Linked DNA regions of Ovis aries: region 1 is linked to region 2. The links are chromatin contacts, called in public Hi-C maps. All regions are on one chromosome and are shown on one strand. The core of a region is the stretch at or near the end of the contact, and the rest is flanking DNA. Distances in the headings are between cores, read along the strand shown.

Region 1 (4,356 bases), core at 617-3,116, 170 kb after region 2:
TGAGAGTTGGACTGTGAAGATGGCTGAGTGCCAAAGAATTGATGCGTTTGAACTGTGGTGTTGGAGAAGACTCTTGAAGGTCCTTTGGACTGCAAGGAGATCCAACCAGTCCATTCTGAAGGAGATCAACCCTGGGATTTCTTTGGAAGGAATGATGCTGAAGCTGAAGCTCCAGTACTTTGGCCACCTCATGCGAAGAGTTGACTCACTGGAAAAGACTCTGATGCTGGGAGAGATTGGGGGCAGGAGGAGAAGGGGACGACCGAGGATGAGATGGCTGGATGGCATCACAGACTCGATGGACGTGAGTCTGAGTGAACTCCGGGAGATGGTGATGGACAGGGAGGCCTGGCGTGCTGTGATTCATGGGGTTGCAAAGAGTCGGACACGACTGAGCGACTGAACTGAACTGAACTGAACTGCAGGGGGCATGGGTTCAATCCCTGGTTGGGGAACTAAGATCTTGCAGACGGCATTGTTGTTCAGTTGCTAAGTAGTGTGTAACTCTTTGCAATCCCATGGAATGCAGCACGCCAGGCTCCTCTGTCCTCCAATATCTCCCAACGTTTGCTCAAACTCATGTTCATTGAGTTGGTGCTGCTATCCCCTTCTCTTTTCGCCTTCCATCTTTCCCAGCATCAGAGTCTCTTTCAGTGAGTCAGCTGTTCCTGTCATGTGGACAAAGGATTATGGCTTCAGCTTCAGCATCAGTCCTTCCAATGAATACTCAAAGTTGGTTTCCTTTAGGATTGACTGGTTTGATCTCCTGGCAGTCCAAGGGACCCTCAAGAGTCTTCTCCAGCATCACAGCATGCTGCTAAGCAGGGCCAAAAAAAAAAAAAAAAAAAGAAGAGAAAGAGACTCTCAGCAGAATATTCCTCTTTTTAGTCAAGGGCTAGGACTGGGTCACCTGCCAATCCTAAACTAGTCACTTTCTAAGGTAAATGAGGATACCATGACTGGCTAGGAGTTAGGCCAATCAATTCTCTCCTGGACAAAACTGGAATTCTATTCCCAGAAACAAGAGGAGAATGGTTGTTGGGTAGTCAACTGATGGTGTCTACCAAAATTTCTTAATCCAAATTTGAGAATGAAGTCCTATGATAAATTGATCTGTTTTTTCCTAATATATCCCATGCCAAAGTATGTTTATATAAGACTTGGAATGTATTTCATCATAAAATCCACCCACTTAAAGTATACGGTTGTCTTTAGTATGGTCACAACTATGCGAGCCTTGGAGAAGGTGATGGTGCCCACTCCAGTGCTCTTGCCTGGAAAATCCCATGGATGGAGTGGGCTGCTGTCTATGGGGTCGTACAGAGTCAGACACGACTAAAGCGACTTAGCAGCAGCAGCAGCAGCAGCAGCATGAAAGCCTCACAATTTAATGTTAGGACATTCCCATCACCCAAAGAGAAACTTCACATGCGTATTAGCAGTGATTCCCCCCTCTCTCTCTTCTGCCTTGGCTCCTTTCTGTCTCTATTTGTCAATTCTGGACATTTCACATAAATAAAATCATATAGTCTGGGATCATTTGTGACAAGCTCTTTTGCTTAACATAATAAGGTTCATTCATATTATAGCATGTGTCAGTATGCATTCTTTTTTAAAAATAATATTCAATTTAAAACAAATAGTGTTCCATTTAAACAAATAATATTCCATTTAAAATAGTAATATCCCATTTAAAACAATATTCCAAATAATATTCCACTTAAGACAAACCTATATTTTTTTTACCCACTCATCAATAGAAGGCATTTAGGTTATTACCAGTTTTTGGCTATTGCCAGTAATCTTGGTTGAAGCGTGCCAGTCCTTGTGTGAACACATGCTTTCAATTCCCTTGGGGATATACTTGGGGCTGGAGTTGCTGAGTCATGTGGTAATCCTATGTTTAGCCTTTAGAGCGTTTGCCAAACTATTTTCCAAAGCAGCTGCATCACTTTCGTTCCCACCAGCAATGCCTGAGGGTTCCATTTTTTCCCACATAGTCACGTATACTTGTTAATGTCATCTTTTTAATATTAGTTCTCCTAGTGGGTGTGACATGGTATCATATTGTGGTTTGTCTTGCATTTCCCTTATAACTAATCACATTGATCATCTTTTATTTTTTCATGTGTTTGTATAATTTTCTCTGAAGAAATGTCTATTCAAATCTTTGTCCATTTTAAAATTGATTTATATGTCTTTTCATTGTTAGTTTGTATGAGTTGTTTGTGTATTCTGGACTCAAATCCCTTGTCAGATGTATGATTTGCAAATATTTTCTCCCATTCTGTAGACTGTCATTTCACTTTCTTCATAGTGTCCATGAAACACGAAAATTTTAATTTTGATATTGTCCAATTTGTCTATTCTTTCTTTTCTTACTTGTGGTTTTGGTTTGTATTTAAGAAATCATTGCCTAATCCAAGATCACAAAGAATTACTTGCATATTTTATTTAAGGGGTTTATAGTTTTAACTTTTACATTTAGGTCTATGAAGACATTTGAATTAATTTTTTTGTGTGTGGTAAGGTCAGGGTTCAATTTCATTTTTAGGCATGTGAATATCCAGTTGTCCTAGAACCATGTGTTGAGTAGACTATTCTTTCTTTATTCAATTGTCTTGAAATTCTTATCAAAATCAACTGACCATTAATATAACGGTTATTTCTGGACTTCAGTTCTATCCCATTGATTCATATGTCAATGCAAGTACTTCAGTATCTTGATTATTGCAGCTTTGTTGTAAACTTTCCAGTTGGAACTGTTATATCCTAAAACTGTTCTTCTTCTCCAGAATTGTTTGGCTATTCTTGATCCCTTGCATTTCCATACGAATTTTATGATAACTTTGTCAGTTTTGCAAAAATCCGCCTTGGATGTTGCCAGGACTGGCATTACATTTGTAAATTAATTTGAGAAGTATTACCACCTTAGATAAATTGTCTGTTGGTCCATGAACATAAGATATCTTTCCATTATTTAGATCTTGAATTTCTTTCAACAATGCTTTGTGGTTTTTAGAGGTTAAGCCTTGTCCTTCTTTGTTAAATTTATTCCTCAGTATTCTATTTTTATGCTGTTGTAAATATAATTGTTTCCTTTATTTTTAGATTGTTTCTTGCTAGCGTGCATGAGTGCATGCTGAATCACTTTGGTTGTGTCTGACTCTGTGCGGCCTGAAGAACTGTAGCCTGCCAGGCTCCTCTGTCCATGGGATTCTCCAGGCAAGAATACTAGAGTGGGTTGCCATGTTCTTCTCCAGGGGATCTTCACCCAGGGATTGAACCCATGTCTCTTATGTTTCCTACATTGGCAGGCTGGTTCTTTACCACTTGCTAATATACAGAAGTAGAATTGATTTTTATATACTGATTTTGTATACTGACAGTTTGTTGAATTTGTTTATTGGTTTACATCTAATCAATTTTAGTAGATTCTTCTGGATTTTGTATATATAAGATTGTATCATCTGCAAATAGAGATCTTTGCACTTATTCTATTCACTATTTCACTTTTAAAAACATTCATAAAAGTGATCTATTCACTTTTTCAGTCTTGGTGTGTTTTATTTCTTTTTCTTGCCCAAGTGCTCTGGTTAAGTCCCCTAATACAATGCTGAATAGAAGCAGAAAGGGTGGACTTCTCTGTCTCAGTCTTAGTTTTAGCGAGAAGAGCTTTCAGTTTGCCCACATGATGCTGCTGCTGCTGTTGTTGCTGCTAAGTCGCTTCAGTCATGTCCAACTCTGTGTGACCTCATAGATGGCAGCCCACCAGGCTCCTCTGTCCCTGGGATTCTCCAGGCAAGAATACTAGAGTGGGTTGCCACTCCAGTGGCAACTTCCTTCTCCAATGCATGCATGCATGCTAAGTCGCTTCAGTTGTGTCTTCAGCTGTGTGACCCTATGGACAGCAGCCCACCAGGCTCCTCCGTCCACATGATTCTCTAGGGAAGAATATTGGAGTGGGTTGCCATTTCCTTCTCCACTACATGATGCTAGCTGTGGATTTCTCATAGGTTTCCTTTATCAGCTGGAGGAAGTTCCCTTCTATTCCTAGTTTGTTGCCAAAATACTATTTAACTACTCTATGTAAAGAAGTTGAATCAGTTTCCATTAAAAAAAAATTTCCTGTCACCTTTTTTCCATTTTTCAGTTACTCAGAAAATGTTTATTAGGCCTATCTTTAGCAATAGAGCAGTTTAAAGAATTACTCAAGAAATTGTCTAGTAGGATGTTCACTTTCACCACCTTATACAGGTACCAGAATTTCTCCTTTCCCTTCTTTCTCATTATGAGTTATTAATAATTTATACTTAGTGTAAAATTATATCAAGGTATTATTGGCTAAGAGGGATT
Region 2 (4,294 bases), core at 1,268-3,767:
GGCAAAAAAAAAAAAAAAGAGAGAGAGAGAGAGAGAGAGAGAGAAAAGCAACATGAATGGGGATAATAAACAGAGGTAAATGGCCAAAGTCAGAGGACGTGTAGTTGTTGGACCATTTCGTAAATTACATACTTTTCCAATTACACAGGCGGTGCTAGAGAAGACTCTTGCGAGTCCCTTGGACTGCAAGCAGATCCAACCAGTCCATCCTAAAGGAGACCAGTCCTGGGTGTTCACTGGAAGGACTGATGCTGAGGCTGAAAATCCAAAACTTTTGGTCACCTCATGCGAAGAGTTGACTCATTGGAAAAGACCCTGATGCTGGGCGGGATTGGGGGCAGGAGAAGAGGGGACGAAAGAGGATGGGAAGGCTGGATGGCATCACTGACTTGATGCACATGAATTTGGGTAAACTCTGGGAGTTGGTGATGGACAGGGAGGCCTGGCGTGCTGCGATTCATGGGGTCGCAAAGCGTCCGACACGACTGAGCGACTGAACTGAACTGATACTGAAGTGTGTGGAGACTGGACACTTGTTACAATTTAAAGTACATTTTGCTGAGACAGAGAAGCCCATGTGAATTTTAATGAAATGCTAGCTTCAGGGCACAGTGAAGATGCAGTCAGCCAAAGCTCACCAAGCTCCTTCTTGGTGCAAAGGGGATGTCCCAGGGGAGGCCTAAAAGGCAGGCAACAACTGTTCTCTTAAACCAAATGTGAGAGAAATTTGACCAGAACATTCATATGATAAACGTTCTATGATAATGTTCATATGATAAACGTATTACTCTCGATCTTGATGTTTCTTGAATGCTATTGGGGGCGGGGGGGCGCCTACAAATCTGATTTCATCGTGAACATAAATGTGCCGTTAGCGGTTGATGACCTTCTTTCCTCGTTCCTTTGGTTTCAGTCAACACAAATAACACCTTTTCCCTCAAGCAATCATATTTGAATATTCAGAAATTTTAACATTTTCATTTAAAAATATCTCAAACCCCGCCCTCCAGGTTCAGCATGATGTGACTTGCCAAAATTGATTCTGCTATCACCTTTCAGATTGCTATTTGGCTCAGTAGTCTGTTGATTTGTGATCTATTTCAATCCCCCCTCAACCCCCGCTCCCAAATTATCCACATTCCCTAAAGTGACTCGCATTATGTTGCCCATCAGGAGGACTGCTTTTCCCCTCTTCCTCTAAATCCACCCGCAAGCCAGAGGACCCGTCTGTTTCTTTCACTGCTGTTTCCCAGATGTCAGGCACAGGATGGTCAATGAACATGGGCTGACTGCACGAACGAATGAGCAGACAATGAACTAACAGAACAACAATACTTCTCCAGCTTCTTGCCCCTGAAACCCCCACAGAGGCACCCCAGTGTTCCTTACCACTTTCCGTTCCAGGTTTGTAAACTATTAAGCTCAGTATTGTTCAGATGGCCTATAGTATGACTTACACTTCTAACAAGGAAAATTAACCTCTGGGTCCTAAGAGTAAACATTCCACAAGTTATTCAGCAATGGAAAACCTTTTAGTTGTACCAGTGGTCTGAATCAACTTATTTTTTACCCCTCCACTCTACAAGGAGGTACTGCATTGTTACTGTGAACAAATACCTTCTGAAGCGAGTCACTGCTGACCAGAATGCTCACAGGCTTGGTCACTTCCTTGGTATCAGATTTTTTTAAAAAACAACAAACAGAAAAGGAAGAGCTACCCACTGCCCCCACCCCCCAGCGTGTTGTTGTTTTTTCAATTTAAAAAGAAAGCACCACAGAAATATTTTTACAATGAGCAAAAAGCTTTTATGCCGCACATCATCCCAACAAAATTTATGTAGCTGTTTTAAAAAGAATTAAGATGAAGCAAATCAAATGAGTTTTAAAAATGAATCAAATTTTTAAAAGTCTAAACCAAAACACAGGTTAGTATTTTCCCTCCATATTTCTTCTGGGACTACTGACATATACTAGTCATTTGAAATTATACCTAATCCTCCAACTACTTGAGTCAATCTTTTTTTAAAGTAAAAACAGTGTTAGGAAAAAAAATACCGTCATTTCTTCCCCATTTGAGCTGTAACCAATGAACTGGCACCTTGTTCTGAACAGCCCAGTTCACCTTCACTGGGATTTGTCCCTAAATGACAAGGCAAACTGCCCTGCTCATCCGTTTTCAGAGGTCGCATTTGCCTGTCAGCTGTTCTACTTTAGTATTTACTAAGCGGGAAACCTGAAAGTGGGGGAGGACTGCAAAGATCCCCATCCTTATAAAAACACAGCTTGTAGCGGCAAAAAAAAAAAAAGTTAATAAGTAAAGCAGCATCTTGAAAGAACAAAGAAAAGCAACGTGCAGCAGTAAGCTGGAGGGTTCCTATTAGTACGGAGTCTTGGTGGTGATTACCGAATGTTACTCATCACTTTATTTAGGGGAGCGCCGCGCGCGCACGCACCCCAGAGCACAAAGAGCCGGGTGATACGTCTCTGCATCAGCGGCCGCGCGCACGCGCAGACAGAGGTGACGTCACCCTTTCCAGGCAGGCCGTCCGCAGTTCCGAGTCCGGACCTTTCTCCGCAGTGCCTGCAGGATTAGTCACGGATCACGGGGAGCGGTGCCGCGCGGGGCACGCGGTTTGCGCTATCAGGGATTTTGGCCTGGCAAGCACTGAGATCAGTGTTGCGTAGGAAGGAAGCATTTTCTCTAAGCCTGCATCCTCTCTGAAGATGAGGGCGGGGCGGGGGGGAAGAGACAAGGTTGTAAATCAAATGTTTTTACCTGTCTTCTTTACTAATATATAAAAAATCAAAACAATGCAAGGCTTATATTATTTTCCCATATATCTGTAAGTGCAGTCCACACACACAAGATCATTACGAGGGTCGGACACGACTTAGCAACTGAACAACAGCAGCAACAGACTGTATATAAAGTGAAGTATTTACACCAAGAATAGGGACATGCTCACAGGCCACCACGCAGGAACATGGATGGGGTTTCATACTGCAGCATTATAATTTTTACTTATAACCTTTATGGTTATAATAACTGTCAGGCTCACTGATTTATTCCTTCACATAATTTTAGAAGCAATAGCCTGTAACATCATACTGCTAGAGAGGTTTGATTGATTCGAGGCCGTTAAGAATGTTTCAACTTAAAAGAGCTCTGACTTTTAATGTCTTGAGCACAAAATATAGAAAAACAAAGAAAAATTACCATGCACACAAAAAGAAACCATAACAAGAATATTTTGACTATTACACATACTTTACTATAATGAAAACATCTGTAGAATTTTTAACATTTGATGATTTAATTATATGGTAACTGTGTTAGAGGTTAATTTAAAAGCATCAATAATAGGCCAGTGAAAGGAAATATTCCAACAGTCAAAATAGGAAGAGGAATAGCAAAAAAAAAAAGGGAGTGGGGTTGGGGGGGGGGGGTAATTCTACAATCTCATAAATCAACAAAGAACCATGTGCCCAGATGTGCCATTTATCTTTGCCTCCCTAGGGGCCAGCTCGGGGCCAAGCACAGAGAAACCTTATCCTCGTGTCTGTCTGATGCCAAGAGAAAGAACCCGTCTGGCTGTGTTTATGCTGGTACTGCCCTAGAGGCCTCTGGGGGAAGCTCGCCCAGGCTGCATCTTGGGACCTATCACTCATGCTAAACTACATTTACATTTACACACACACATACACTTGCAGACACATAGCTCTGTGTGCTGATGGACATCGAGTAAGATTTGCTTTACATAAGGAGCAGCCTCTCAGGAAAACTGTTTAAAAAGTTAATTTGCAGCCAACGAGTAACAGTCACACAACAGTCCAACTGGAGCAAACAGAGCAAGGCTGACTGCTAAACGCAGCTTCTTTCATCGTGACAGCAAACAGTCCATAAGGGGTAGTACCCTAACCCTCTACCAAACAAGAAAAAAATCTAATACACGGGTATATTTGTTTTAATGCACATCACAATCAAATTCTGAAAAAGGCTTTGGAAAATAAAGCTGTAAATCTACTCTTTCCCATATCTTTTTGATTATTACCTACAAAAAGGCTCTTGATTACAGAGAAGTGGTATAAATGGGTGGTATTGAAACTCCTCTTGGTATGCACTGATTTGCTCTGATCTGGGGTGACTTGAACATCCAGTGTAATCTAGGGTCCTTTTGTTGAACTCGCTGTGTTTGGCAAAGCAACATGAGTAGTAAGTCTGTCAAGTGAGAGACACACAAGTATGGAAAAATGGGGCCAGAGGAAATCAGAATGAGATGTCGTCTAAGATGTA

The links. A called contact is a pair of places that touch in the nucleus more often than the background predicts.
Region 1: a contact with region 2 is called in a Hi-C map of skin fibroblasts, with 5 times the contacts expected there. The contact joins two enhancer-like sites. A contact is called at or near these places in 7 of 16 Hi-C or Micro-C datasets (hypothalamus, liver, muscle and 4 more).

The regions. Positions count from the first base shown.
Region 1 is chr16:59,210,820-59,215,175 of ARS-UI_Ramb_v3.0, forward strand. No RefSeq gene overlaps it. Among named protein-coding and RNA genes, the nearest start is that of TRIO, 54 kb to the left of the region's middle. Within about 2 kb of position 1,867, at least 4 of the 54 cell types and tissues checked have an H3K27ac peak or open chromatin away from gene starts, as enhancers often do. A contact at or near this core is called in tail adipose tissue, where this site is marked.
Region 2 is chr16:59,038,979-59,043,272 of ARS-UI_Ramb_v3.0, forward strand. All of the region lies in intron 1 of TRIO (trio Rho guanine nucleotide exchange factor), which reads right to left. Among named protein-coding and RNA genes, the nearest start is that of TRIO, 120 kb to the right of the region's middle. Within about 2 kb of position 2,518, at least 41 of the 54 cell types and tissues checked have an H3K27ac peak or open chromatin away from gene starts, as enhancers often do. A contact at or near this core is called in tail adipose tissue, where this site is marked.